4 separate regions of the Mus musculus genome follow, and all the other regions are linked to region 1. The links are chromatin contacts, called in public promoter capture Hi-C maps. All regions are on one chromosome and are shown on one strand. The core of a region is the stretch at or near the end of the contact, and the rest is flanking DNA. Distances in the headings are between cores, read along the strand shown.

Region 1 (3,486 bases), core at 171-2,670:
GGAACTGCCTTGTGTAGGCAGTTAGGAGGAGGCTCTCTTCCACACTGGGTGGAACTTGAGCACTAAGAGTCCTCAAAGCCTGCCTACACAGTGACACACTTCCTCCAATAAGGCCACATCTCCTAATAGTGCCACTTACCATGGGCCAAGGATATTCAATCCACCACAAGTCCTATGGGGGGAGGGAGTTATTTACTATTTCTAGACCCCAGCTACCCATTCATGTGCTGGGATGATCATTCAGGAACACAGTCCTGCATGCTCTGAGCGGCAGAGTGATGCAGCCAGGATGCAGGGCTGCTCCCAGCAGAACCCACCCTGCCTGGTCTCTGACCTGGGCCTTGTGTGTCGCTGACACCTGCTCCTGCCACTGCAGAGATTGTGATGCATAAACATTTTCCTGAATGAAGGAGCCAATGCACATCTGTTCTGATCGGGCCGAGAACTGATTAGCATTGGATCAAACTCTTGAGCTATAAGACAGTCACCTGGAGCTTTTAGTTTCGTGACATTGTCAGACAGATTGACAAGTTCGGGCTGTAAAAAGTTGGCCTGTAAGGACCATGGTTTTCACTGAACTCAGTTGTGGAAGAATTGAAATAAAATTTATTAAGACCTGACACAACGTAGCTGTGTTGACTGAGCACCACTCGTGATAGGAATGTTCTGAGTGAACCGTACGCACACTGCAAGTGTACACTCTCAGGAGACCAAAAGAAGTGGCCGCAGTATGGCGTAAGGCAAGGTCTGTTGCTTTTTAAGGAATTTTCCATGCGTTTGCTAACATTGCTTTCCTTGAGCAGATCCAGCATGACTTGATAGTGCGCACTACAGGTAAAACCCAATGACACATTCCCACCTCACAAGCTGAGCTAAGCAGACAGCCCTGCCCTCTCCCAGACACACCTCTCTCTGGACAAAGCATGAGATTACCTCCATATCAGCGCCAGGCTGCAGCTTCTGTCTTGGACATAGTCCTTCGTCTTCTTGAGAAGCAGTTCCACGAAGTCAGGATTACCTTTCCTGGCGAAAACCCAGTACAGAATGGTATTCACGCATATTTCAGTAAACTCAAGGTTAAAGTTGAGTTCAAAACGGTGTCCTGACTTTTCCACAAAAGCAATATAGTCCGTGAGGAGTATGTCAAAGCCGTCCAAGTCAACATACCTCAGGATTTTTGCCAGGGTTCTGTAAATCCTGGGTTCATAGCAGTGGTATCCCCATTGGCCCAGAAACTGCAGAGAGGGCCGCTTAACTATCTTGTCAACAAGGTTACAGAATATATTGCTTCTTGGAAAAGACGTCTTCCGGCATAATTTAGAAGAGTTATTCATTGCTTCTTAAGGGTAGGAAGAGCACGGTGGGCAGTCATGCTGCCATTCCTCAGTCACAGGCCTTGATAATGTGGGAGGCTCTACTCCAGACGCAGGCGTGCCCCTCATCAGCCAGAGGGAAGGCAGCAGGGTGACATCACAATACCTGCAGAGCCGTCATCAGCCCGGGTCAGAAACCTGAGGCGGTTGTGAAGTTGGTGACATATGAAAAACCTAAAGGATAGCAATGGCATGCAGGAGAGCTAAGAGGAAACTTTACAAAGATTCCACTCTGTCTATGCCGTGTGTCTCTCAGGTGTGAGAAGCACCCTGTGTACATCACACTACATATTAATATTGATTAGTCATGTGACCCTAGTCAGGTACAGCTCGTGAGATCTGCGTGAGTGCTGCCTTCTCTTAGGCCTCACTGGTTCGTTCCCGTGTAGGAGGGAGTCTGCCATCCCCACACGTGACACCCTCGTAAATAAAATCTCGAAATGTGGTTTTGGAATGTTTTTTCTGCAAGCCTGGCAGAAAGTATATAATTGGAATATCATTTAAAAAATAAACACATGGTTTGATATTAAGTACATTAGAAATGCAATTACTTACATAATATAAGGATATAGATTAAATTTTTTAGCCCTTTAAAACTTCAAATCTAGGCTGGACATATAGTTTAAATGGAGAACCCTGGTTTCTGTATTTCAGAGAACAGAGTTGGTCCAGGCATTGGTAAGGATGAAGACCTGGGGCTTCCTATTCTGTCACTTTGCTGACATACCCCATTTCTATATCTTAGATGAAGCATATTACACAATAGATAACAGCTCCCAGGGCCAGTGAGACAGCTTAGTGAGTAAAAGTGTGATGTCAAGCCGAGAAACCTGCGTGGGATCCCAGAACCCAGATGTTAGGAAAAAATGGATTTCTGCAAGTTACCCTCTGAGCACATGCACACAGTGAGATCTGCATATAAACACACACACACATACACACACATTTACACACACACACACACATTTACACACACACAGATACACATACACACACACATAAACACATACATACTTATGCACACATGTACAGAGATACCATGCTTACATACAAAAATAAGATGCAAATCAACATTAAAAACACAACCCATGAGGTTATTGAAATTACCACTTAAAAGTCTTAGTGCATCATTGACTTTTGAGAGACAGGGAAATCGATGGGTTGGATTAATTGGAACATATTTAGTTGGGTTTAATTCTGCAAAGTTTTCCAATGTTTTGTTCTGCCACAATTATGTGGCTCCTTTTATCATTACTTTTATATCATGATGAATCTTCATATTCATCTATAACCATACTTGATGTATGAACTAATATCTTTTGAAAGATGTTTAAATGTTGAGTGTTTCTATCTAGAAACTTAAGATGGACATTCAATTATTTAAGTCTCCCTTTCAGATCAGCCAGTTATGACTTCCTTTTTGAAAGGGATGTATTTTCTTATGTATCTGTGTGTGCATATATGCAGAGGCCAGAAGAAGGCAAATGGCCTTGTCTACCAGTCTGAGCCTGTTCCTTTCAGGCGTACTCTCTCCCTGCGCTCCAGTGATCCTCCTGCCTCAGATCTGGACTCCTGTCCTCATGATTAGAGAGCCTGTTGAACTCTCTCTCCAGCCCAGAGTTTCCATGATTTCCTTCATCAACAACCTTGATACATTTCTCCATACATTTGTTTGTTTCTATGTACTTTATATGGTTAGTAAATAGTTGGAATGGAATTTTTCCATCATATATCTAGCTGTTCACTGTTGAAATGTTAAAAAATACTTGAATTCTTTGTATGGATTTAATTACCAGAAATCTTACTAGGCTTTCTTATTAACCATATTCTTTTCTAGTTTCTTCTTTTGCATCTTCCCCAGAAACAGTGTCATCTGAAAATAAAAATAATTTTGGCATTTTGAGGTCAGGGAAGATTTATATCCACTTCTGGTTCCTGCCTTGCTTACTGGGTAGAAATTTCAAGGCAGTGTTAAACAGCCATTGCTAGAACATTCCTTACTTTGCCTTTATCTTTCCAAAGAAACATCAATGGCCAAAGAAGTCCTGTTCCTCCTCCAGGGCACACGGCGACTTGTCTCCTGCTGACTTGGAGGAAGCTTTAGGTCCTCCAC
Region 2 (3,498 bases), core at 379-2,878, 980 kb after region 1:
CCGAGCTTGCAGGTGACCCAGCTCTGTGGACAAGTCAGGCCTACGCACTTGGTTCTCTGTAGTCTATAAGTAGTAGAAGGTTCCAGAAATGTCTGTCCTGATTTCAATTGCAGCCTTTAGGGTGTGCATTCCCTTCTGCTGGAAACCAGCCTGGACACCCTGTTGACTCAGTCAGTGGTTGTTGAACGTTCTTTGATCCAAGCATGGTAGTATGTGACCAGAATCCCAACAACTAGAGAAGGTGAGGCAGGCTGATCACCAGTCCCCATGAGTTTGAGACCAGCCTAGGCAACCTAGCATGGTGTTTTGTCACCCAAATAGAAGGATGTGACAAATCCTCATAGCCACAGGAATTTAGGAGTGTCTGGTGTGTCATGTTATCTGTCCAAATTCTTACCTTATTATTCCATCTCTGTAAACAGAAAGGTCTTACACTCAAGTTACAGATATTCGCACATGCTGGCCAGTGTAACACTTCAGCACAAACATCTAGACAATATTCTGCATTAAAATACTGTTAGACCGAGTTCATAGCACTAAAATAATGCAAGACATTGAGCCAAGGATCTGAATTTTGCCGATGATGAACTAACAGTCCTGATAAGACTGGAGGGGGCTATGTCAACAATTAGACAGGTATGGTCTTCTTCGTAGTCCTGATTGCATTGAAGAAAAGTGTCTTTCAGAGGATTACCCTGTCTTCACATTTAAAATGACCTTAATATGGTTCTGAGAGGCCCTAGAGTGTGAGGAAGTTACAACATTTTGTTTGTTTGTTTGTTTGTTTGATCTTCCTTCCTGTTGCAGATGTGTAGTCTGGGGAAGGGTAGAGGTTTATGTCAGTTACTTCAGGTAGCATTCAAACTTCCCCAAGCTTGGTGAAAACCACAGGAGTCATAGGTTTGTAATTACAACTTCTAAGAGCTGACCAGATGCAGCAAGGCGGGCCTCAGACCCGCTATCACATCTCATCACCCCCCTACCCCTACCCCCAATGATGAGTGCCCATGCTGGCTGAGAGCAGGGACTTCAGGGGAGCTGTGGGTAGGGATTCCTCCAAGTGGCCTCTGAGTTTCCTGAGCTTTCTCCCAGCATGGCTGCCAGACACTGGAGCTAAGGAGCTCAGAACAGAGGTGTGGCAAAAGCTCCAAGGTCAGACATCACCATGTCCCACTGTCTGCTGTTGGCTGGGAGAGACACACTCTGATTACCTCACGTTGGGGCAAGGAAAACGAAGTACTGCCGCTTACAAGGACTATGTACTAAAACCAACAGTCCAAGCAGTCTCGTCTCCAAACTGCAGTCACACAGTTCCTCCATCACGGCTTAGTGACTCACATCCTGGAGAGTAAGCCCAGCATCCGAATCAGCTAGGTCTGGGGTATATTGTTCTTCTAGCTCCCACGTGAAGTTCTGTGAAAGCAGCATCAGCTTTCCCCCTCCTCCTCCCCCCCTCAACCCACCCCCACTGCACCCCCTCCCGCCCCACGAGCGGCTTCTGGAACCAGCAGTATTCTCAGGTTGGTAATGACTTCATTGTAGTTTAGCACCACTGTGTGCAGCTGGGATTCTGAAGGTGGCAGGTCTGTTTCCGGAGGCATCCCGAAGATGGGTGGTTGGCCGTATCCATTGTGCACGGAGCGGCATCGCTCACGCCTGCCTTTGTGCTGCACAACAGCGCCTGTTCATCAGTGTGATCCATTATACCCGGCTTTCTACTTCTGTCTCTCTGTGCAGATTCCATTCTCTTCTCTGATTGCTTTTGCTTCTTAGACCATTACTCTAGTTGATGGTGCCAGGTTATCATTGGACCCCATCTCGCTCTCCAATAAGCCTGTGATTGATACTAATCTTCCTCATGGGACACATTTTATGGGATGCACAGTAGAAGCCTCTTTCTAAATCTTAGCTTCTATATGCTGACAATTTACGGGGTTGTGCCTCTCACCCGTGTCAGAAGGCTTCAGGGAAACTTTAGGATCGTAATCAGACCTCCTAATAAGAATATCTATGCCTTTTATATACAGACAGTCACTCACTTCCTTCAGACCGAGCTACACCCCCATTGGTACTCTCTCCCTCCAGCTAATAAGACACACACCTAGCCCAGTGCTATCTGGGCTGTAGCCAGTTCCTAGAAACTCAGCGTGGATCATTTGTCTCTTCTGAGGAGAGTGGAATTTTAATTATACTAATGAAAGCTTTCATTTGCCACCACGTCCATAAAAACAGAAAATTAAGGTAGCTACAGACACCTCACTGAAGCAGACACCTTGCTGACACCCTGCCTCTCCCTGGAAGATGAGCTGCTGAGACGTTTACAGGCACACAACATAACCCTCAGATTAACACATGCCTTGGAGTTAAAACTTTCCAAACAATATTTTAGGAAAAGTTTTGATTTCTCAGGAGAAATTGTGCCTTAAGATAGAAAGCAAGTGCCGTGCACTTTTCGCTTGGGGCACTGTTAGGGTCTCTGTCTTTTAAGTGGCAGCATCCAGAAAATAGACTTCTAGGAGTCTAAACCTTTACACAGTCTAGTGATGGGCACCAGCTGGTTTACTCAGAGCTAAGGAAGTTCTTCTCTTGCTTCAGTCCAGCCGTGCTGCAGACCAGCAACACTCCACAAAACTGGCTGTGCTTTATATTGTGATTTTAAAATTCCAATCCAATTGTATATATTATGGAAAATAAATGCACAAAAACTATGGTTGTTTTTTTTTCAGTGCCAGGGGTGGTGGCACACACTTGTAATCCCAGTCTGAGTGGAGGGAGACAGCGCATCCCAGCAGCTTGATGGTCAGCCATTCTAACCTCAGTGACTTGCAGGCCAGGGAGAGACCCTGCCTCAAAAAACACAAGGTGAATGATATCTAAAGAAGCAATTCTGAGGTTGTTCTCTGGCTTTTACCCACACATATGTACACAAGTGTACCTATACACATATACATGCACACATCCGTGCACTCTTGAGCGAGCACACACACCTTTAATGACTGGACCTCACAGGTATCCTGTGATCTGCATCTGAAAGTGGGTCCTCCTCAGGGCTGGCTTTTAGGAGGTGGGAAACTGCCTGTTTTTCCTCATCTGATATGGGGATTTCAGAAATGTCTTTGCCATTCGAGGCCCAGAAACTACAGAGAACACATGGGCAGGGGACCCGCCTGTTCACACAGGCTAAGGTACGACCTATGCAGAAGGAGTGCCATCCACACAGCTGGAGCATGCCAAGACCTGACCATCCCCAGAGCACCAGAACCCCCTCCCCAGCCTGTCTGGGTATACTTGGAGACTCCTCCTATCTCCAAAGCCCATCTGCTGTGAACCACCTTTCAGCATGTTCTCAGCAACGGTCAGATTGCCTCCATGGTCCTTCAGCTTTCTGTATCCTTCACCGGTCCCTGCCCTGTAGCTTCCATTTACTCTAATCATAAACATGGCAGTACTGGAAGGATGCCGATGCAGATGTCGATGCCGATGCCGATGTCGATGCCG
Region 3 (3,449 bases), core at 606-3,105, 740 kb after region 1:
GATGGAATACATACTAATCTTGCTATTAACTTAAGCAAAGCAAATAGGATGTAAATCTTTTGGCCATGGGACCATCTGGTGCTTTCCAAAGCCTGCTTCATATGCTGTTTTAAAACAATCATCCCCTTGGTGTGTGATTCACGACACCATCCGCCTTCCACTAAACCTGAGCTAATTGTGTGACCTCTTCCTTTCATCTTCTAAGATTCCAGAATTGTGTACAATTCTAGAAATGTACACTCTTTACTGGAGTTAACAGCCCCCATCACTGGATGGAAACACAAGGGAAGTAGGCTCAGAAAGTCATGCTGTCAGCCCTGGCCATACAAACATTTCACCTGGTACTTCCATATGACCTTCAAATATGACCTTCAAAGGCTACATAGAGTGCCCAGGTTCCTGGCAGCCCCTGCATCACTAATCCCATACATACATTATTTTTTGCTTAGTGAATAGATGCTGAAGGGGAATTCTGATAGCAAGGCTTGCTCATATCACTCAGGCCATTACTGACCTGGACCTAACAGGCAGAGCCTCATGGGAAAAACCTCAATGACAAAGTCTTACCTCTTAGAGAAGAGATTTGGACTGTTCTCTCAGCATTCCTTAGAGTTCCCAGTCCACTCTCAGATAACTTGGTCTATACTGTTCTCTTGCAGCTCAAAGTCTGTCTATTCATATTCTACTCAGATCAACTTTGTAATTTTTGGCAGTGGCCGAGGCATTGACAGAGGTATGCAAAGATTAATGTATAAAAGTAACATATCCGCTTGATTTAATTCTCATCTCATAGGCTTACTGCCTCCATCTGCTAACCTTGGCCTAGTCCTGGAAGGTTCTAGCTTCCATACAATGTAAACTAGGCCTAGAATGTTTTCAGCCTCTGAGACTCCTGAATAAGCTCTTTCCTTTCTAGTTCCTTCTGTTCTCTGGTTGGCTGACTCAACTCCGCTGTTCTGGCTCAAACTTCTCTCCAAGCTAACTGATTCAATCTGGCTTCTCTCTTGGCCTCTGACTTTTTTCTCTCTGCTTGGCCACTAATTCTGGCAATCTGTTCTAATCTTCTGGCTTCTTCTCATTCTCTGGCTTGATCTGTCTTCACCTGTGCCTAGTTGTTCTCTCTTCAACCTGTCTCTAGAAATCTTTCCTGGTAAAACTGCCTCCTCTCCTCTCGCTGCTGTCTCTTAAGGAGTCTCACTTTTCTGTCTGTTCTTGTGAGAGTTGTGTATACCCTATTCTGTCAACTCTTTCTCTGATTTGTCTATTTGTCTGCCACTCTATTAGATATCACTTTCAAACATGGGGGCTTCCTTCCAAAAACTAATTTTACCTTTATTGTTTGGTATTAAAGATGTGTGCTAAGGCTGAGCCTCACTACAACTAGGAACAGCTTTTTCCAGTAAACAACACCATCTTGGGGTTCACAGTTGTGATAAACTATCCTGCAACATGAATGAGCTATGGTGCATGCTCTCAAAAACTGATTCCAAGGTTTCTAAATATAATACAACACAAAGTAAAATTTATTTCAGTGGCATTTACAGGAAGAAGCCACAGAAGGACAGTGTTGGGAGCCTCAGGTAGTGCCACGTGACATTAGGATGCATGACTCCACTGAAAATAACAGCTGATTCTGACTTACAGGAGGGGAGAGTGGATTCAATAACAGGGTACAGAGTATTGTTTAAAATTCTGGGAGAGCCGGGCATGTTGGCTCCACCGACTACAGCATGTCCAAAATCACACAATGCAAAGATGTTCTGATGAAGCCAGCAGAGCGGGCACAGAGTCTGTGATGAGTTCTTCCAACCAATCCAGAACCAGCCTCTCTGCCTCTGAAAACTGGCTGCTGCCTCTCTCCAGAGAAGTGTGGGCACAGCCCTGCAACACAGCCCTGCTCTGTCCCTTGCCAGCAGGCAGCTCCGAGCACGCTCTGGCTGTCTCTCTTTGCCAAAGAACAGATCATACATCCATACCTTGGCCTCCAAGTTTGGGGAAACAATTGTGTTGTTTTCAGTTTCTCTAATTAAAAGCTATCTTTTCTGACAATCAGATTGGACACACATATACATACCCACACTCACACATTCTAAAGTATGTTCAGACATCAGGGTGGGCAGCATTCAGTGAACTAGTTCACTCCATTGATCAAGTTGTATTGGCAACCCAGCTGAAGGGGAGGAGATCTTTGATGTGATCAGCCCATTTTGGCCCCAGTGTCCACTTCCATTTGTTCAATGAGATAATGGCTTGGTTTTTTATCACTTATTCCCATCCTGTGGTCTCTTTTATCTTAGAACATTTTGCAGTCTCCCGTAGTGAGCTGGTCTAATCCTGGATGCTCAAATTTATTTAATCATGATATTTTTTTTATTTGTGCCCAGGAATATAAACAAGGCTTTATTAAAAGAGTCAATCTAACTTAAGTGGTGGTGGGGAGGGATAATTCTTTTAAATTAGAAGATAGTGTGGGAGAAAAGTAGGTTTTATAGCTTGTGTTTTCAAAAGGACAACTGGGTATAATACTTTAGAGGTGTGTGGTTCCTCTCACAAGTAGGATTCCTATGAACTATTGATTTAGATGCAGTGTAATCAACCATTTTTTTCTGGTAATAATCAATAGAAAGACAATAAACATGATAATATAGAATTATTTGGGGTCAAGGAACAAAGAAGAAATTCTCCCCACGCATTTAGCAAGCTGCTGTGGACCAGGACTTCCCCCAAAGGGCTCCGATTCACTAACAGACACCCCTTTAATTTCTTCTGACCACCAAGTAAGAAGCTTCGAGTAATTAAGTGGGATTTAAAGCAAACGGTCACAAAGCACAGTGCGTGCTCTGAGCTTCAGACTCTTACAGCTGTGGTCACCTGATGTTGTAACAGGACTCTGTAGAATATAAAGCCCTACGTATCTGTCCACCCATCCCAGTTCCCATTCCAATAGCCCTGCTGTAGCCACAGGCACACAGACAAATGGCCAGGGGCTACATTTTTACCAGCAAGCCACCATCTAATCTATCACAAATTGAATGTCAGGCCAAGCTCTGCAGGGTAAGGCACTTCCCCCCAAACCTGATTACCTCAGTTGGATTCCCAAGACCCACATCATAGAATAAGAAAACCAATTCCTGTATGTCATCCTCTGACCTCTATATGCCTGCAGAGGTGTGTGCACCTATGTGAGCATGCACTCACATGTATGCACACACGTAAGCACACACATGTACATGCATATACACATATGCGCAGGCACACACTCACATGCACAAAATAAACACAAGAGTTTTTAAAAAATTGTATGCCATGAGTACAGTTTCATTCTATTTCTCTGTCTGTGGATTCCTATCCTTTCTCACAGACCTCTGGCCTTGTGCTCATGCTTGCCTCTCTAGCTCTGGAGCCCTGGTCTACACTCAGTGGTATCCCCACTCAGCAACTGGAGAGCC
Region 4 (3,400 bases), core at 93-2,592, 800 kb after region 1:
TGTATGTGTATTGGTATATAGGTATATACCACGTCTAGTAGTTGGTATAGTAGTTGGTATTATTAATATTGTCAGGAGCTAGCATATGGAGAAAAGCTAAGTAGAAGCCTCTAAGCATAAGATAAGGAACTAAAATTATCATGTCTCAGCAGGCATTGGTGCCACTTCTAGGCCTGAAGGGCATGGCATTAGTCACCCAATCATCACACCACATAACTCACAAGTCTGGCCTCCATAATGAAGCAGATGGATCCTGGAGGATGACTGTATAGTGGTGAAAATCTGAAAAGCAGGAGCCTTGACTGCAGCTGCTGTGCTAGATACGTTATCTATGGCAGTGCAGATTAGCACAAACTCACATGTAGGCTGTACAGCTATTGATCTGGCAAATGAATTCTCTTCCATCGCTATCAGGAAAGAGGATCAGAAATAGCTGCACTAACTTGGAAAGATATGCTTGCAGTCTTGCCTAGGGCTTTGTGAAGGAGACAGCCCACGGGGCAACAAGTGACCACATGGTGTGAACTGCTCACCATGACCTGGGCTCCCTCAGACTCCCCAGCTCATAAAACTGGATGGGCTCAGCAGCAATCCACCTTAAATTAGAAGTGGTTCAAGAAGCCGGAAGGCCCGTGGCTTCCCAGCTACTCTTTTGCATCAGCATGAATCCTTTACCAGTCACTCTTCAACACCTTGGGCCCCATGGGAGATCACTCATGACCCACTTGTGATGTGGAATAGACTCTCAGCTCTGGTTCACAGGTAGGTCACTCTGGTACGGGAGAGAAGGCTAAGAGTGAAGGGAGCAGCCTACAGACTCACCGGGAGATAACCCAGATAAACCACTGTGGATGGAATTCTCCCTTCAAAGCAAAGCTTTTGGATAATAAAGTGTTCTCATTGTTGTAGCCCAAATACTTGACAAGAAGCAACTTAAGAAAAAGAATTTATCTGAGCTCCTGGTTTGAAGGCACAACACATCACGCTGGTAGGAGTGGCTCTCTGTAATAATGGGAGGAGCATGAGGCTGGCTGCCCAGATCCTGGGCGAGCAGGAAACAGGGCTGAGACAGGAAGTCATCCCATATGAACGTCAAGGCCCTCCCCAAGAAGAATCTATGCTGCAGATGCTCTGCGATGGCTACCAGCGGGGGAGTGGGTGACAAGGCAGGATGTACCCACTTCTACCTGCTAGGCTTCACCTCTCAAAGCATCTGCAATTTCCCCCAGGAGCATCGACAGCCAGGGACCAAATCCTCAGACACACAAGCCTGTGGGGGACGCTGTGTACTCATCCCTATGTAGGCAGGCTATAGGCACATCTAGCTTGTGTCAGTGAGAACTGGCTCCAGGTGAGAATGCTGGTGACAGCCTAGACAGAAAGGACAGAGATGAGGAGCAAGAAGCTCTAAAGAAGAGGGACTTGCAGCCGAGCCCGGGCGGATGGTAGGCTGCCGAGGAAGTACTGCAGCTTACTTCCCACACACCACCTCTCCATCTGCCTATTGCATTCCCACGTGTTGAAGAAGGGGAAACAGCCCAGGAAGCCTACAGGTCACCCACAAGCACTACCTGAGACATGAACATCAACTCTCTGCGCTGGAATGGACTCTCAGTGTCTGGTGTTGCATAGAGCAGTGCATAAGACAGTTTTCATGAATACCTGAGGGAAAATGGTTGGACAGCAAGCAAGTAGCTTGGTTAGAGTTCTCCAATGAACAGTTTCTGAGCTCTGTACCCCACTGTCGAGTCTTGCCTTCTTGGCTATACTGCAGTTGGAGAGGAGGATATAGAATAAAGACCATTGATTCAACTGCATTTTCTCTCTCTCTCTCTCTCTCTCTCTCTCTCTCTCTCTCTCTCAATCTCTCTCTTTCTCTCACTTAATCTCTCAATCTCTCCCTCTCTCAATCTCTCTTTCTCTCTCTCAATCCCTCTCTCTCTCTGTCTCTCTCTCTCAAGTTTGGACAACTAGACTGCTTGCTAATAATTTGCAGATTAATCATTATCATAATGGTAAAATTAAGAAAGAATAGTTATTGAACCATTTTTAGTAAACCATCTTAGAGAAAAGTGATATCTCACAAACAAACTTCATTTCATAAAAATTAATGCTGCTTTCTAAGTGAGGCTCCCTGGCTGTAGATGGCTTTTCCAAACATACAGACACAGGGCTGTGCCAAGTTCAGAAATGGACAAGTGTTTGAATGACTTTCTTAAATTAACCGTGCAATGTTTTCATTTGTGAGTCAATTTAAAAAATGCTTTATTTTTTAAAAATCCATGTTAACTTTCTGTCACAGTATTCCTGACCTAAATTCTCTCATTGATGCTCACATACAATGCTCTGGGATGCTTGAAATTTTCTTACATATTCCAACAAACTTTTCTTCGGAACACTTAAGGTAACAGAAGAGTACATTTTATTAAAATTTCTGCAGTGTTCGTTGCAAAAGCAATGAAGCCAAGACAGGCAGCCTCAATGATTCTTGTTGGGACTTTGCCAGGAAACTTGGTAAGGTAGAGAGGATCTGAGTCCACAGAAACTCGGGTACACACCTGAGACAGTAGGCAGCTCCCTGCTCCCTGTCAGATTCCTGACCTGGATCACGTGACCGGTGGTCAGGTAGGCTCAGAACAGAGTTCTCCATGCTAATGAGGTACCTAGAGGCCCTGAGGGCTTAGCCAATAAGCTTCCCTTCCCAGGCATTCCACCCTGCAGAAGGTATTTAATCTCTGGTCTACCCTGAGGAGGTGGTGTGCATCCATTCTCTGCAATGAGCAAGCAACATGAGCTAAGGAACGTCCAATTTCCCCATTTCCCATTGTTTTCTAGATGGGCCTTGCATTTGGTGTGCCATATTTTGCAGATTTCCTTTTCTGGTTCCTTGATCAAAGCCTTTCCATCCAGCCCTCCTGATGCACGAGATGAGAATGCGCCTGAGCTGTGGAGAAGGGAATCTCCCCCCTTCACCTCACCCCTGTGCCTTGGACTGACAGTGCTGGAGGAGTGCTCCCCGACTCCTCCCCAGTCCACATCACCTCACCCCTGTGCCTTGGACTGACAGTGCTGGAGGAGTGCTCCCCGACTCCTCCCCAGTCCACATCACCTCACCCCTGTGCCTTGGACTGACAGTGCTGGAGGAGTGCTCCCCGACTCCTCCCCAGTCCACATCACCTCACCCCTGTGCCTTGCCGGTTACTGCCTCTTCTTACACTTGGGTATAGCATTTGCATTTTGGTCTAAGCACCCCACCTCCACTCTCATTTTGCCAATCCTTTATTTCTTGCTGTGGTTTTAGATGCCAGAGCTCATTATTTTGATTCTCATAATTGGCTTGATTTTTTTTTCTCCAACTACATATCAAATGTTTGAGAATAGCTTCCTTCTGTCTTTATTC

What was found. Promoter capture Hi-C pulls out the DNA fragments that hold promoters and counts their contacts.
Region 2: a promoter capture Hi-C map of hippocampal neurons shows a contact between it and region 1, with 3 times the contacts expected there. The contact joins the enhancer-like site here to the promoter of Asb17 in region 1. A contact is called at or near these places in 12 of 39 promoter capture datasets (the 3T3-L1 cell line, the C10 cell line, HPC-7-derived erythroid cells and 6 more) and 1 of 115 datasets of contacts at active chromatin or transcription factors (differentiating embryonic stem cells).
Region 3: a contact with region 1 is called in a promoter capture Hi-C map of hippocampal neurons, with 2.5 times the contacts expected there. The contact joins the enhancer-like site here to the promoter of Asb17 in region 1. A contact is called at or near these places in 5 of 39 promoter capture datasets (cranial neural crest, embryonic stem cells, hippocampal neurons and 2 more).
Region 4: a contact with region 1 is called in a promoter capture Hi-C map of hippocampal neurons, with 2.9 times the contacts expected there. The contact joins the enhancer-like site here to the promoter of Asb17 in region 1. A contact is called at or near these places in 10 of 39 promoter capture datasets (the C10 cell line, cranial neural crest, embryonic stem cells and 5 more).

The regions. Positions count from the first base shown.
Region 1 is chr3:153,842,181-153,845,666 of GRCm38.p6, reverse strand. It overlaps Asb17 (ankyrin repeat and SOCS box-containing 17), which reads right to left and starts at 1,420. Exons shown (of 3, transcript NM_025758.4): 1 at 934-1,420. The coding sequence starts at 1,334.
Region 2 is chr3:152,864,366-152,867,863 of GRCm38.p6, reverse strand. All of the region lies in intron 2 of St6galnac5 (ST6 (alpha-N-acetyl-neuraminyl-2,3-beta-galactosyl-1,3)-N-acetylgalactosaminide alpha-2,6-sialyltransferase 5), which reads left to right. Among named protein-coding and RNA genes, the nearest start is that of Gm46830, 34 kb to the left of the region's middle. Within about 2 kb of position 1,628, at least 25 of the 459 cell types and tissues checked have an H3K27ac peak or open chromatin away from gene starts, as enhancers often do. A contact at or near this core is called in hippocampal neurons, where this site is marked.
Region 3 is chr3:153,104,202-153,107,650 of GRCm38.p6, reverse strand. The region is part of intron 1 of Gm52620 (a long non-coding RNA gene); the gene reads right to left. Among named protein-coding and RNA genes, the nearest start is that of Gm52620, 28 kb to the right of the region's middle. Within about 2 kb of position 1,855, at least 7 of the 459 cell types and tissues checked have an H3K27ac peak or open chromatin away from gene starts, as enhancers often do. A contact at or near this core is called in hippocampal neurons, where this site is marked.
Region 4 is chr3:153,042,368-153,045,767 of GRCm38.p6, reverse strand. No RefSeq gene overlaps it. Among named protein-coding and RNA genes, the nearest start is that of Gm40182, 25 kb to the left of the region's middle. Within about 2 kb of position 1,342, at least 4 of the 459 cell types and tissues checked have an H3K27ac peak or open chromatin away from gene starts, as enhancers often do. A contact at or near this core is called in hippocampal neurons, where this site is marked.